Linked DNA regions of Sus scrofa: region 1 is linked to region 2. Evidence: chromatin contacts called from public HiChIP or PLAC-seq data. All regions are on one chromosome and are shown on one strand. The core of a region is the stretch at or near the end of the contact, and the rest is flanking DNA. Distances in the headings are between cores, read along the strand shown.

Region 1 (3,922 bases), core at 842-3,341, 530 kb after region 2:
GATGAGAGTTAAGTAAATTTAATTTTTTAATTTCACTAATTAGTTTGAACTAGAATACTTTGCTCTTTAAATTTTATACAGATAAATTTTAGGAGTCAGTGGGTGGTACATATTAATATAGAAATAATTCTGAAGGAAAGCTTTTTTAATTTTTAATACAGAAAATATTCACTTTTATTTAGTATTTACTTCAATCAGAGGAATTATTAAGCATTTATATTAAAAGGTTGATTTGACTTCCAACATAATACTTTCTGAATTTTGCCACATACGAGATAGGACCATTAACAATAACAATACTTTAGTGTATTTCATAAGAATTTACAATAAGAAATAACTATTTGGAGATATCTTGAGAGCAGAATATTGGTAGAAAAAAAATGTGACATTCCTCCATTCAGATAGTATGGTTGTCCTTAGGTAATTTGAGCTAATTTCCTTTATGCCTAATTGCTGAAGCAATAGGACAATGATATATAAGTAAGTATCCAGTGTTGGTTGCCTTTTAAATTACAACCTGAGTTCAGATATTCTCTCGCTTGAATGCTAATAACATTCTTAAAGGGCATAAGTCCCTTATCAAGGTCATTTTAACAATGTGGTCCTCATTGTCAACTCAAATGATTTAGTCAGTTAGGTGAGACTCTACTAAAGAGAAGACAGAAGAGTAAATCCACCTATAAAACATGTAAAGATTTTCTAAAATGACAAGTACTAACACTACAGATGGATTATCTAAGATAGACATTGTAGCATAAATTCATTCTTTTATTCTTTAGGTCGTCTTAATGACCAATACTGTCACAGGGTTATTGACCAAATTCTGACCTTAATACAAGATAAAGCTTTCTTTAATTCAGGATTCGAAGCAGGTGAATTTCAGCAGTCCTAGTGACAGAAAGTAGGGTTAAAAGGAAGTTGTGTTGGAAAATCAGCTGGTGTAAAAGAAAGATATATTAACCGTGAGGTGTGTATGGCCATTATATTTTCTATTCATGATTTGTTTGATCTGTGATTTTTATAGCTCTGCTTCTATACAGGACTGTCTATAAAGAAAAGTCTACCTATGAATAAGTATTGGCCATTAAAAAGGTTTTAACACCCCTTTTGAAACTAGTTATTTAAATGTTAGAGAGGGAAAAAAATAGTTTGGCATTTTTCTGCCCTTCCCTCATTTCCTTGTTATTATTGGCCATATTTTAAATGGTTATTTCACTTTCATTAATGGCCCCATACTGTTCCTCCAGGTATTTTTCCTATGTTCTCCCATCTCAGCAACAAACAACTTTTCCATAGTCTTCCCGAAAGCAACTGAATAGTCGAATGGGATTGAACGTTCTTTTATTTCCTCATTAGCTAGTCTTATTATGTAAGGTGTTTCTTGCTATTTTTTAGAAATGGGGAAGTTTGGCAGAAAAGCATGAATTTATCTTAGTGATGAAAACATTGAGGTTCATTGAGGCTATTTACTGAAGATCACATAGATAGTAAGTGATCATACAGCTAGTAAGACACTATAGATGCATTGTTTCATTTAATCATACCACCCTTGTAAGGTAGATGTAACTATAACTATTTTTCTGCCGTTTACATATAAAGAAACCTAGACTTAAATTAACTTGCCCAGAGAGTTTTAAATTTAACTTTAATTTAATGTGCCCAGGGAGTTTAATTAACTTGCCCAGAGACATACGGCTAATAAGAAAGTGATGGGTTACAAATTTAAGCACTTTAGTCTAGAGCCTCATAGTGACTATGTTGTATTTCCTTATAATATGGCAAAGAAGTAATTATCTGTCTTCAAGAACATCTGATTTCTTTGGCCTTTGGTCTCCATGTTTTTATATCAAACCTTGGATTTTTTTTTTTTTTTTTTTTTTTTTTGCTTTTTAGGGCTGCACTTGCAGCATATGAAAGTTCCCAGGCTAGGGGTCAAATCAGAGCTACAGCTGCTGGCCTACGTCACTGCCACTGCCACAGCAATGAGAGAGATCCAAGCCACATCTGTGACCTGCACCGCAGCTCGCAGCAATACCACAACGGGAACTCCAATTTGGATTTTTTTTTTTTTTTTTTTCCAGTGCCATGCCTGCAGTATAAGGAAGTTCTGAGGCTAGGGATGGAAACCAAGCCACAGTAGTAGCCTGAGCCACAGCATTGACAGTGCCAAGTCCTTAAATGCTAGGTGGCGCCACCAGGGAACTCTTAATTAGCAGATTTTTTTTTTAATCAGCAATTTTTTAACTCTCATATTAAAAATATCACTTCCTCTCTTTTGTCTTACCTCTAAATGCCCTTCAAAGTGTATGAACAAGAGAATTTTTTATATAGAATAGTTTGTGTTTTTACTAAGATGCTATTGTTTAGGGTTGAAATTGTATTTACCTAATTCTAGATTATAGTGGTGATAGATATATCTATTTCAGAAAGTCATAACATATACAGTTCAGCTGTATTCTCTTGAGATGACATACCCAATGGTTATCTCTCAGTGAATCCTAAAATGATATTTATTTCTTGACAGTGCGATTTGGTAGATAATTGAGCTAAAGAATATATATTTTAACATGTTGGTTTAATACAACTGAAAGTAAACTGTCATTTTGTTAGTTGTCTATTTCCTAAGGCCTTGTAGCCTTCATTGTAGAAAATTATAACTTTGTAGAGCTAAAATAGATTGAGTATGGTGATAGGTGCAAAGGGAGAGAGACAGTATACTTATACAGCCCTGTAACTAGGACTGTTGTTAATTTTAGAGGGCCTATTAATTTTAAGTTTGTTTGGCTTTATCTGTAAAATGAAAATTGAAAAAGCTTTAGGTCTAGTATTTTCTTGATGAGGAAGAATATATCTGTCATTTTGACTAGATTCATGGCCCGGTAGGAATAATTTCTGCATGTATACAACTTCTCCTGTATGTATTGTTTATGCTTTTAATGCCATGAAATTGTCAGTGATCGTAATCCCAGAACTGACTTTTTCATGCCTTTTCCTTTAGTAAAGGACAACATTTCTGTTCTCTAAGGTTCATTTTTTCAGCTTGTGACCTTTGGGGGAGAAAATCGTAGTAGAAAGTTAAGAACACAGAACCAGGTTAGCCCAGTGATTTTCCAGCTTTAATCTGTGGAGCCCTGCAGTCTGTTCAGGGGTCCCTCCATGCTGTTCCAGGAGAGTTGGAAAGATGAATGGGCAGGATTGTCATCTCTGTGCCTGACTTTAACAAGGGCATCTTTTATATTGTGCTTCCAAGAAATATTTGAAGAATTTGAAAACTGCTGATCTAGACTTACCCCTTTAAGAAAAATGAAGCCAATTAAGTGACTGGTCTAAAGGCTACATAACTAGGAACTGGGCAGAGCTAAGAATAAAGTGTACATATCCAACTTTTAGTCTGAAACTGTGTCCACTCTACTGTGATACAACAGAAGGGCTTTTTATAAGCTTAAAGTTTTTTCATAGGTGACATTTAAATTTTTTGTTATCTACATAAGGAATAATTGTGTGTGTGTGTGTGTATATATATATATATATATATATATGCCAGTGTAAATACATTTTTGTGCCATTAGATTTGCTCTTTAGTCCGCTTTGTAGGCTAAGCACTGTTTTCAGAGCTAAAGCAATTTACTTGGAAAACATAGGGAGATACTCTTACTGTTTCTTGGATTGAAGAGTTTTCAAAATAAAAACAAGCAATTTATATGAAGAGGATAAATCTGTGGTTGAGTGACAGCACTGTACTGTTTTAGTTCCTTTAGCTCCTTTTCTGTGCTGCTTTTGTGATGGTTACAACTTATACTTTGTTATTATTCAATCTTAAAATATTTATAAAAGATTTGGGCGTCTTCAAATAGATTCTGATTTTCAAAGTAGACTTTCCTAAAGTTATATTGATCAAGGAGATTCGTTTTGCATTCTAATG
Region 2 (3,731 bases), core at 1,088-3,587:
CTCCTCATGGATGCTGGTCAGATTCATTTCCGCTGAGCTATGACGGGAACTCCGGGCTTTTTGTTTTAAATGCTGATAATGTTAGTTGATGTATGCTTTGTTAAACTAGGTCAAGCTCTAGAGGTATGATTTTTGTGTTGAAATGCCGCTGCTTCTGAAACATCACCATGGAAGGACCAAGATTCCTCCAGTGGGTCCAGCCAGCCATGTGTGCGTGGGCCTTCAGCCTTGCAGCACATTGATGGGCATTCTAGTGAGGTGTCGCCCTGCTGGGTGACCTCTCAATCAATCAGACTGATTCCCATTCAGCCTCCTTCCCCTCATTCTGTGTCGCCGAAGGATCTTCGACACAGGGGATGCTCTAGGCAAATGCTTATCTGTTTCTCCAACTAGAGCTTCTGCCCCAACTTCCCTGTTGCTCCCTTGTCCTGGGGAGCTGGATCAAGTCATAAGCAAGCCTCCAGGACCTCATCTATCTCTGCACTGAAGGTTCTGAGGAGGAGTCGTCTGCCTTCTTACCCTGGGCCCCAGCCCAGAGGTTAACTCTCAGGCAGCAGAGAGGAAAAAAGAGAAGGGGGCACGATCTAGGTCTATTTATAATCGCTTGACTCCTCTTATTAATGCTTCCATCCCTGGATGGGTTGAGTTCTATGGTGGCCCTGCTTTGACCTCCTGTCCTCCTAATAGCCTTTCCTCCTCAGTGCCTTCTTCCTTTGGAAAATGAGATGAGCTCTGAGCTAATGTCTAGATAGAGAAGAGTTGATTGGATGAAGAGTGAGGTATTATCAGAGAAGAAGAGTCAAAGAACAATTACATTAGGTCTGAAGCAAAGAGGATACTCCACCTCAAACACCGAACTGGAGCAGAGAGACTCGGAAGAAATAGATTTTTGTCCTCTCCCCCGAGCAGTGTCCATTCCTGCCCCCATCCTTGTGTCTAACTAGAGTCAAAAGGGGACACTGGGCCATCACTAAGCAATCTAAGGCAACCTGTGACCTCAGGCCCAATGTGCAAGCCAGGCCATATGAATTAGAAAGATTCAAAAGAAGGCAGAGTATTTCAGGGACAGGGAGAGAGGAAAGGACAGGTCCTGGCAAGGAAGTGGAAAGAAGTCAGTACCCAGGCAGAGAAAGAGAGCAGAGGACATGGCCCAGCAAAGGCCAGGGCTGCTGAAGCAGTGATGGAGCTGGGGAGAAATGGGGACGAGGGGGGCCAGACTGGGTGGATTCTGACTCTCGGGGACTATAAATGCTATCTGAGGAATTCAGAATCTGTCCTGCAGGTCACGGTGGGTCACTAGAGTTCTGTTACAGGAAATAACAGACAAAAGTGTGTATTAGTGAAAGAAGATTTAATTGTGTAATTGTAACCCTTTGATACCACTTGAATTTTTAAAACACGTTTTTTAAACCATATGGCATATATTTATCGGCTACACCACAGCCACAGCCATGCCAGATCTAAGCTGTGTCTGCAACCACAACTCATGGCAATGCCGGATCCTTAACCCACTGAGCAAAGCCAAGGAATGAACCTGCGTCCTCATAGAGACTAGTTGGGTTTATTACTGTTGAGCCACAATAGCAACTTCGTATATTTTTAATACTATAGAAAATACAACATATAATTTGTGCCAATATCTTTGGGGAAAAAATTCTTTTGGCTGCACCTGTGGCATGGAGAAGTTCCCAGGCCAGGGAGCAAACCCTCGCCACAGCAGCAACCCAAACCACTGCAATGACAACACTGGATCCTTAACCTACTGCACCACAGGAGAACTCCTGAAAACTTTTAAATAGGAACAATCAAGTCTTGCTATCAGAGTAAGGAGAGAACAAGGGGAGAGGCAACACAGGGCAATGGGCGTGAATGTTGGCGTTGGGCTTCTGAGTGAGTGACTTAAAATTTCTGAGGCTCAAATTCCTTTCAAAACAGATAATGATACTCATCCAAGAGAATAATTATGAAGACTAAATAGGATAAAGCATATCAAGTGCCAGCCCTGCTAAGTGTTCAATAAATGTGTAAAACACTGAGAAGCTACTATAGTGAAACAGGACCTGCACTAAAGTGAGGGCAGTGGAAATGGAAGAGGATGGGCTAGAGTTATTTCCAAAGTAGGATGAACTGAACAGTTATCGGGATTTCAAGAGAGGGAACACCCACAGCTTTCCCCCGGGGTTGTGATAAATGATGCACTGCAGTCACACCTAATATCCAGTCTCAGGGTACCTCCTCCCTCAACTTTCCTGAAATCCACTCCTTAAGAACATGATTCCTCGGAGAAGTTATTCCACAGATGGCCTGAAGATGTCGCTGCAGACAGTACCATCCATATTGGGCGCGTCGTGTCTGGAGTCTGCCTTTCCTGATGGAAAATTCCACTGTGGCTCCCTATCCAACTCCTTTTACTCCCTGCTCCTGCCTGTAGTGTAGCCTCCTCTCTCTCCTGTGAATCCTCATCCTTCCCTCGACCTCCCTATGCTGATGCCCTGGCCACCTGGGGTGGAGGTGGATCTGAGCCCTTGTGACCAGTTTGTACCCATGCTTCCCTGCCCTCTTTCCATCATCATGTCCATATAGATCACTTACCAAGACCTGCACCCACGCCCACCCGCATTCCCCCAGCCTCTCGTTTCAGTCAATGAATGTAGGATTTAATGACACACGAATTGACTTCATTTTCTGAAAATATCGGTGTCCTTGGTAAAATAATCCCCGAACTGTGGCCTATATAAACAGCCGTGGGATATAGGAAATGAGCATTTCAGAGCCAAGCTGAGTGACTTATCCAGAGGGCCTTTGTCACAGTCATGGGACTTGACTCTGACAGCCGAGACCTGGTAACAAAGGAAAAATGTTCCATGCCAATTTCCCCCTTTGTCCCGCCCCTGGCTTCTGTCTGTGACCTTTCTTACTCAGTCTCTCATTTGCTGTCAGCATTTAAAAATCATCCTAAGAGTAAGGGATTAATAGATACACATTACTACATATGAAAGAGATAAGCAACAAGGATTTGCTGTATAATACAGGGAACAATATTCAATATTTTGCAGTATCTGTAACAGAAAATAATCTCAAATATATAAATAAAATATACGTATTTCTGAATCACTTTGCTATACACCTGAAACTAACACAATAGTATAAATCAGCTATACTTCAATTTAAAAATTAAAAGTTAAAAAAAACCTGAGAACGTTCAAGAGTCAATTTTTTTTCAGTACCCTCCATTAACAACCTCAAAGATAAGACTCCAGGACATGTCTCATTTTTTAACACTTATCCAAGTAATGTGGGGCTCTACTCCAGAGAACAGAAGGGCTAAAAGGAGGTTTGGGAAAGACATTATCTTGGTGCTTACAAAAGAAGGGTGAGGATCAAGGTTCTGAAATCTTCACTCTAGGTATAAGTTGAAGTGAATCTGTGATTCTGCTGTGATTATCTACGATGCAGCTATGATTCTGTTTACCTTTGTCCTAAACCATTCCCAAGACCTCAGACCACAGAAGAGAAAAAAAATGTCCACATCGCTATACAGTTTTTGGTGATGGCTTTTGCCTCTGACACTGAGGGATCATGAGCCCGTCACCTGATTATAATGCCCAAGAGCAGGGACCTCCTCTTAGGTATGTCCCACATCCTGCCAAATCGCAGGCTTTTGTGTGGAAGCACCCTGCTGTTAAGTCTCCTCGTACCCTGACTGAACTCAGACTGAATTTACACCCGAG

The links. HiChIP or PLAC-seq counts read pairs in DNA pulled down with a chosen protein or histone mark.
Region 1: a contact with region 2 is called in an H3K27ac HiChIP or PLAC-seq map of alveolar macrophages. The contact joins two enhancer-like sites. A contact is called at or near these places in 1 of 47 Hi-C or Micro-C datasets (epiblast stem cells) and 1 of 2 datasets of contacts at active chromatin or transcription factors (alveolar macrophages).

Annotation. Positions count from the first base shown.
Region 1 is chr7:65,031,485-65,035,406 of Sscrofa11.1, forward strand. All of the region lies in intron 12 of BAZ1A (bromodomain adjacent to zinc finger domain 1A), which reads left to right. Among named protein-coding and RNA genes, the nearest start is that of CFL2, 58 kb to the right of the region's middle. Within about 2 kb of position 2,092, at least 1 of the 83 cell types and tissues checked has an H3K27ac peak or open chromatin away from gene starts, as enhancers often do. A contact at or near this core is called in alveolar macrophages, where this site is marked.
Region 2 is chr7:64,498,359-64,502,089 of Sscrofa11.1, forward strand. The region is part of intron 1 of LOC110261573 (a long non-coding RNA gene); the gene reads right to left. Among named protein-coding and RNA genes, the nearest start is that of NFKBIA, 7.9 kb to the right of the region's middle. Within about 2 kb of position 2,338, at least 31 of the 83 cell types and tissues checked have an H3K27ac peak or open chromatin away from gene starts, as enhancers often do. A contact at or near this core is called in alveolar macrophages, where this site is marked.